Regions from separate parts of the Anas platyrhynchos genome. Here region 2 is linked to region 1. The links are chromatin contacts, called in public Hi-C maps. All regions are on one chromosome and are shown on one strand. Each heading gives the region's core, a stretch centred on a gene start, on an enhancer-like site or on the middle of the called end of the contact. The rest is flanking DNA. Distances are from core to core; before and after follow the strand shown.

Region 1 (3,553 bases), core at 145-2,644:
TCTAAATTAAGTCCATCAGTGTCTTACAAAAAAGAATACACAAGACATAGCCAACATTTTATTATTTCATAGTAATATGCTCCTCTTTCTAAATTGTCATCACTATTTGATTATCTCACTACTTGTACAAAAAATCTTCTGTAGATGAACGACATCCCTCAGAACATTAGATGGAAAATAAAGGGTATTTGTTTGAACTTCAAAGAACAACCAAGTGAAGGCTGTGTATTGTTAGCAAAATTAAGAACCTTTGCTTTCCTTTGCAGAGGACAAACAAGTAAAATCACCTGCATACAACAAGACTGGAAAAGTAGGGAGTTCAGGGTGAAAATCCTGTAGTAGTTGTTTGTAGTAGTTCAGGGTGAAAATTCTGTATGTTCAAAGAACACGGCACTCTTTCTCACCTTTACTGTTAGGCTCAGGAACATGCACGTTAGAAGAAAGATCAATTCCCAACATCAATAATCTTTTGTGCTTGACAAACTCTGAAGTGAACAGAAGCTTGATCTTTCCCTCCAAGCCAGGAAGGCTATATTATATATATATTTTTTATATTTTACACATTATATTATATTTTACACATTATTTATATTTTACACATTATACATATATATAATTTATTTTTTAAAATGACAGATTCTTATCTGATAATTGACTTCAGAATCTGGAGCCTTAAGATCATCTGACATCACCAGATTTCAGTACCCAGGGCAACCAGACCTTGTAACAGCAAAGGCTCGCATGGCTTAGCCCTTATGATCTAATTGAGGTGCCGAATGCTAATATTGCTTCACCAGTGATCGTGGGCAGTTCTCCAGAAAGCACTGTTATGTTTTCCTTTACCTTTGTTCACAGGAAAAACAAAAAACAAACAAGAAAACACCCACCTATAAAATGTCATTATTTGACAGAGCAGAGGCCTGAAGTGTACCAAACTCTTTCCCTCCTCTGCATCACTTACATCCTTCTAGGGTTTAAGGCTATTATGGCAATTAAGCGTTAGGAAATGACAACAATGAAAAAACAACCCTATTTATTTGAATGTTTCACATCCTCCTTCAGCTCTACTCAATGTTTGTTTTAGTCTTATTACAGACCTGTTCCCAAACATTCTCACCAGCCCAGCCTTGCCCTCACTACAGCTCTGAGTCAGCAGGCACAAGTGCCCTGTTCTCACTCTGCCTGAATTATCTAGGTGTTACTATCAAGTAAGTAATAAACGAGATCTACTGGATAGTGAAATGGTTTTGCAAGAAGAGGGAAAAAAAACATTTAGTCGGATTTTAAAAAGCAAAATAAAAGTAGAGAATGCAAAGTAAAGAGTAACTGTCCACTAACCACAAGCAAACTAGCTAAACGAGCTCATCATTTTTCTCCTTCTCTAATCTCTAAAGTCAGTCTATTACTCACCGTGTTCAGAAATAGCACCTTGAAGGATGGAGTATAGACTGTGGGAGAGAACACTGCTCAGCTGAAGGCAGTAAACCAAAAAGGAGTGGGTTCCATCAGATAACCAGACACAGAAGATGCAAGTATGGCCAGACATGGCAAGGGAAGATGACCTCGAGGCCAAACGAAGGAACAATAGTTGTTTCCAAAACAAAGCACACATCAAAGTCAGTGTAACACAAAGTACACAGCTGCCAGAGAAAGTTACCTCAGAAAGATAATCTGAGTGCAAGAGAGTAATTCCTCATGAAGAGTAACTCCATATTTATACCTTAGGGCCTACACAAGACCAGTCCCTTATCCTTTATAGGACTGCGTTATTGATTTTTTCCCCTGTGCGTTTTTCTGTACTGTGTTTCATGTATTGCATTAAAGCCGAACAACGTCAGCTACAGATTTGCTTCCTCATCCAATAAAAACATGTTTATAGCCACAGACTTTTCTGTAGCGAAGCTGCTCCAAGTGCAAAGTCTTCACCTGGGCTGGGGCAATCCCAAGCACAAATACAGTCTGGGCAGAGAACAGCTTGAGAGCAGCCCTGAGGAGAAGGACCTGGGAGTGTTGGTGGATGAGAAGCTCAACATAAGCCAGCGACGTGCATTTGCAGCCCAGAAAGCCAGACGTATCCTGGGCTGCACCAAAAGCAGCGTGGCCAGCAGGGTGAGGGAGGCCGCTCTCCACCTCTGTTCCACCTGGAGCACTGCCTTCAGCTCTGGGGCCTTCCTTTCTTTTGAGAGAAAGAGTGGCAGGATCTAAGGTGCTCCCTGCAGAAGCACCATCTAGTCTTGAACCAAAGCTTTTGCCTTCCAGTACGTACAAGAAGAATGCAAACTGGCACATAAACCTACCTAAATGTAACTCTAACCACAGCTCTGGTCCCATCAAGTTGCTCTACCACAACTTCCTATGAATTTATGTTTCAACAACTAATTCCCATGTCTTACAACAGGGTTGAACCAAGGCGTGTGTACATTTAAAACAGGCACCAAGTGAGGGAGGCCTTCTTCATACCGTACTGTCCTAGTTAACTCTTAAGTAAGGTTATGTCAGATAAAGGTGGGAAAGAGTACCAGGCAGTATCCAGCAGACTTGCACACTTACTGGAAGTGTTTCTAGACTAGGTGTTATTTGGCACTCATGCCAGCAAAGATTGTTTACTTCAGAATAAAAATATTTAGCATTAAATTCACTGATTTACATTTCTTGCAACTTTAAGTAGCACCTCTGTCCTTAAAAGATAAAGAAGCACCAACCACAAAGAAAGAGTCCATATGCAGCGAAGTGCTCTGCCCAGCAGAAATACAGCTTGGATAAAGCCTTAAAGGTTGTAACCATCTCTCTTTGCCCAAAGTCAGAAAGGTTTATTTGCAAGCACTCCCTTTTTTCTTCAGTGGCTCTCATCTCAGAGATGTCATTTGATTTTGGCTAAAACCTGTGGCAAACAGTTTGTGAATTTATTTATGGTTGCAACAAAGAAAACATATCCAATGCACATTCCACAAAAATACCACCCCTCACCATAACCATTTGACGGTTCCTTCAACATACCCCAAAGATTTCCATAAAAGGATAATTATCTGTAAACATCAACAAAAAAAAAATCACTGTCTATAACAAAAAGAAATGGTTAATAATGGAAACAAATAGGGAAAAAAATATCTAAGCTTATATTCTGTGCCACGTGAGGCAAATATACCAAATCAGAACTGGGTCAGGAGAGAGCCTCAAATTCTAGGTTGAGACAAACATCATTTGAGGTGTCTCAATACTGCAAAACAGATGAGGATGCTACCAGTATGGGGGGTGAGGGGAGTTGTATTTCCTCAGCAGTGAGAGAGGATAAATAATTATTTAAATTATTTTAAGTGGTATGGTTGACCTATACTGGTGAGTGCCTAAGCTGCATTTAAAATTTATGTTGCAACCTAGCTAAATGAGTTATTTTAAACAGCATAAAAATAGTCAAAATTCACAACAAATAGTTCTACTAGAAGGGAAAGAAATGACCTGATGATACACACATTTTTCCTTCACTCATTAATGCAGTGCTCTGCTCAGAGGAGGACTAGCAGAGGTCTCAAAACAGAAACACACAGCACATTTT
Region 2 (3,533 bases), core at 198-2,697, 65 kb before region 1:
GTTACCTCCTGCCCTCTGAAGCAAGCCCCAAGGCCCCAGCAGGCCCAGCACGGTCACTGGGAGCTGCTGGCCAGGTAAAGGACCTGGCTGGGATAATTTCCGAGCAGACACACGGATACCTCCCAGCTCCCTCCCGGCTTCTCCCCTCCTGTGCGAGCACAAGTAACCCAAGTTAACGGAGCGGCTCTCTGTCCCCCTCTGCTGATAGGACCACGAGGACCAAAAAAACCTCCTGGCAGGAGGTAATTAAGGAAGCCGTGGCCTTCGGGGCACGTGCCACAGCTCCTGCTTTGGGGCTCCTCGTGAAGCCAGAGGCTGGGCTCCTGCTCCCAAGCACCACGCCAGCCGCTCCGCTCCGCCTGCCCCCAGCGCCCCATGAAAGGCAAGGAGCTGCGCGCAGCCTGAGAGCCATTTATTTCCCCTTGTGGGCAACGAGCAGTGCTGCCCACCTCGCCCTGCGCCCCACGGGCTGTCCCACACCCCTCTGCAGGGCTGGAGGCAGCGCTCACAGCCAGGCAGCCCTCCGGAGCAGGAGGAAACTTCTCTCCCTCCACGAGTGCATGGTGGCAGATAAGCCACCGAGCGAGCACAGCCCAGACCGAGATTGCATTCCTCCTCCTCCTCCTTTGTTGAGGTGCGAGCTCGCACACCGCCAGCTCGCTCTCAATCAAATGCCCTGGTTTGGGTGCTTCAATTCTGCTGCCTCCCCGAGCGAGGAAGCCGCGGGCAGAAGCCCCGCAGCTCTCCCTTCCCATTCACCCGGTGGCGATGGGCAGGGGAGCCTGGCAGCCCTCCACCCGCAAGCAGCGGAGGTGGGAAGGGACGGGAAGGGAAGGGAAGGAGGGGGCTGGAGACGGAGAGACCCCTTATGGGGGGGCAGCGGCACCCCCACCCCGGCTGGCTGGGATGCGGGGCTGGGAGCGGTCCCGCGCGGGATGCTCCGGGCTGAGCACAGCGAGGAGAGCAGCGGCGAGGCTGCAGCTCCCCAGCTCCCAGCTCCCCTCCCCGCTAGTTCAAAAAAAAAAAAAAAAGGGCCAGAAAAGGGCCGAACGTTACCATTTTTGGACATGACTCGGCGCCAGCCCTGCCCTAGCCCCCAGCGCTCAGCCCGCCGCCGGGGCCGGGTCCCCCCGGGGTGCACCCTATTTATTTTTTTTGGGGGGGGTGCGGGCTGCCCGGTGCCCCCCGGTGCCCCCCGGTTTTCCCCGCGTGGCGGTGCCCACCTTCCGCTGCTGCTTCTCCCAGGCGGGGTCGAGCAGCAGGTCGCGGTCCCAGTCCTCCTCCGGCTGCATGTAGTCGTTGGTCTGCTGCGGGTCGTAGTGATCCATGGCGGCAGGCAGCCTGTCCCTCCGTCCCTTGTCTGTCCGTCCGTCCGTCCGTCTCACCCGTCTGTCCGCGCGTCCTCCCCCCCCGCCGCCCCGCCCCGCCCCGTCCCGGCGCTGCCGCTGTGCCCGGCCCGCGGCCGCTCAGCCCCGAGCAGGCGGCGGCGGCGCCCGCTCCCTCCCCCCCCTCCGCCTCCCTCCGCCTCCCTCCGCCCCTCCGCCTCCGGCCGCGCGCGCCGCACCGCGGGGGCGGGACCAGCCGCCCCGCCCCCGCTTCTCATTGGTCGATTCCGCAGGCGGCGCGCCGCTCATTGCGCCCCCCGCCCGTCAGTCACGCTCCCGCGGCCCCGCCCTCCCTGAGGCGGAGGGAGCGGCGGGGAGGGCGGGCAAGATGGCGGCCGGGGGCGGCCGGGCGGCGGGAGCCGCGGTGCCATCCGCGGGGATGTGCCTCAGCTGCCGCCGCCGGCAGCCCCCTCCCTGCCTCAGCCTCTAGATACAGAGTACGATATGTAATGCACAACCGCACACAACGTAAAGAAATAAAGATCCACCATATCACTGCAATAAAGCATAAAGAAATCAAGAATTGCGATGTTTCTGACTGTTTGAGCCCCTCCTCACTGCCCCTCACGTTCACGCCTCACGCCTCCCGCTCCTCGCCTCTCCCAATCCCTCCCTGCGTTTCTGGGAAGTGCCGCAATCTTTCACTAATCCCGACCCTTAGATCCTCAAGGGCTCCGTAACAAAACTCTTGGCCACAGTTTGTGAACTTACGGGCAGCAGCGTGGGGGGCGGAAAGGAAAATAAATGTCACTTCTGGACTTGGGACGCTTCCCGGCCCCGCTTGACCCGCTGCCCTGGTGTGGAACCATACTGGTGACACCACGGGAGCGCAGCGATGCTCCTGGGGGATGTCTGCAAGCACAGCAGCACCCCGCTTTTCCTCCTGCAGCCTCCTAGAGCTCTCTGTGTGATGTTAATGCCGACCTCCTTGGGCATCCTTCAAACCTCGCTGGACCAAGCAGGGCTCCAGCGAGGTCCTTCTGATCCGACAAAAGGGCAGCGGGTGTTCCTAGGGCAGTGGGAACAGTCAGACCCACCTCCTGCCCCTTCAGATGAAGGAGCCCAAGGACACTTGGGTAGCTCTGCTCACTGCTCTTTTGCTTAACACATCGGCTACAGGTCCGAGCTTCCCTGGGGAGATAGCTGTTCCCTTGCCAGGAGCATCCATAAGCTCCTGTAGGAGGCCCAGCAGGTGAGCTGGGTCACTGTACAGCAGCACACAAAGCCGTATGGAAGCGGTCTGCCCTTTCTGGGGAGACTCACGGCCAAGTTTCAGCTTTTACATCCTGCAGGTATTCCAAACCATTGTAGCACTGTGACTTAGCACTTACATTTGAACTGTGTGTTGGACTCTCACAGTTAAAAACTCAACAAATTAACATCATTCTTACCCTCCCAGCCCGGGACACGTTACCAATAAAAACTCGGCACCTCTGAAATGCAGACATTTATCTGGTGGAATTTAGGGGGCTATAGCATGCTGTGGTGAATATGAGGAAGGAAGGTGTCTCATAGCCAGAGATTGGGTAAAATCTATGCTTTTAAGAAATGTCATAGAATAACAGTGACAATACTCATTATCCAGGGTTCATTTGATGTAAATGAGACAAACACACACAAAGGCAGGGATACTGTGTTTTGGGGAAGAGGAAAGAAGGGGCCTGGTAAGGTACAAGACCTCTTATCTCCCTATCAGGGCCTCTCCACCTGAGTTGTGTTCCTCTTCTACCCTGCCCTGCCCTCCCCTTCTTCAGTTCTCTTTCCCAGTACTTCCCTTCCCATCTATCTGAATTTCCAAAATTGGCTTCCTGGCCCTGCACCCCAGAGCCAATGTAGCTGCTGGGACAACTTCTTCTCCAGGTACTTGTGCCATCTCCTCCTGCTGACTGGGTGTCAGCTGTGCTTGTTCAGAGCAGAAGATTTAAGGTTAAACTGACTTACAACAGCTGTTTTCATACTGCAAGTGGGTGTAATTTTCTAATATTGTTTGAAGTGTCAATGTGTTAGCTCATCCTATAAGGACACTGATTTTACTTTTCCAACAGAAGAGTCCCTTGATTGCTCTCTTTGCTTTCACAGTGTCACTTGAAGGATGGGATCAGGAGTTATACATCTGCTGCCATGCCCTTGTTATTATGTACCCACTGT

The links. Hi-C and Micro-C count contacts between places; a contact is called where the count stands out from the background.
Region 2: a Hi-C map of subcutaneous adipose tissue shows a contact between it and region 1, with 2.0 times the contacts expected there. The contact joins the promoter of ACTN1 here to the enhancer-like site in region 1. A contact is called at or near these places in 2 of 8 Hi-C or Micro-C datasets (skeletal muscle and subcutaneous adipose tissue).

The regions. Positions count from the first base shown.
Region 1 is chr5:37,202,787-37,206,339 of IASCAAS_PekinDuck_T2T, reverse strand. All of the region lies in intron 5 of DCAF5 (DDB1 and CUL4 associated factor 5), which reads right to left. Among named protein-coding and RNA genes, the nearest start is that of DCAF5, 30 kb to the right of the region's middle. Within about 2 kb of position 1,394, at least 3 of the 8 cell types and tissues checked have an H3K27ac peak or open chromatin away from gene starts, as enhancers often do.
Region 2 is chr5:37,267,828-37,271,360 of IASCAAS_PekinDuck_T2T, reverse strand. It overlaps ACTN1 (actinin alpha 1), which reads right to left and starts at 1,447. Exons shown (of 21, transcript XM_038179255.2): 1 at 1,224-1,447. The coding sequence starts at 1,328. It overlaps LOC140002648 (a long non-coding RNA gene), which reads right to left. Exons shown (of 4, transcript XR_011809710.1): 4 at 2,820-3,533.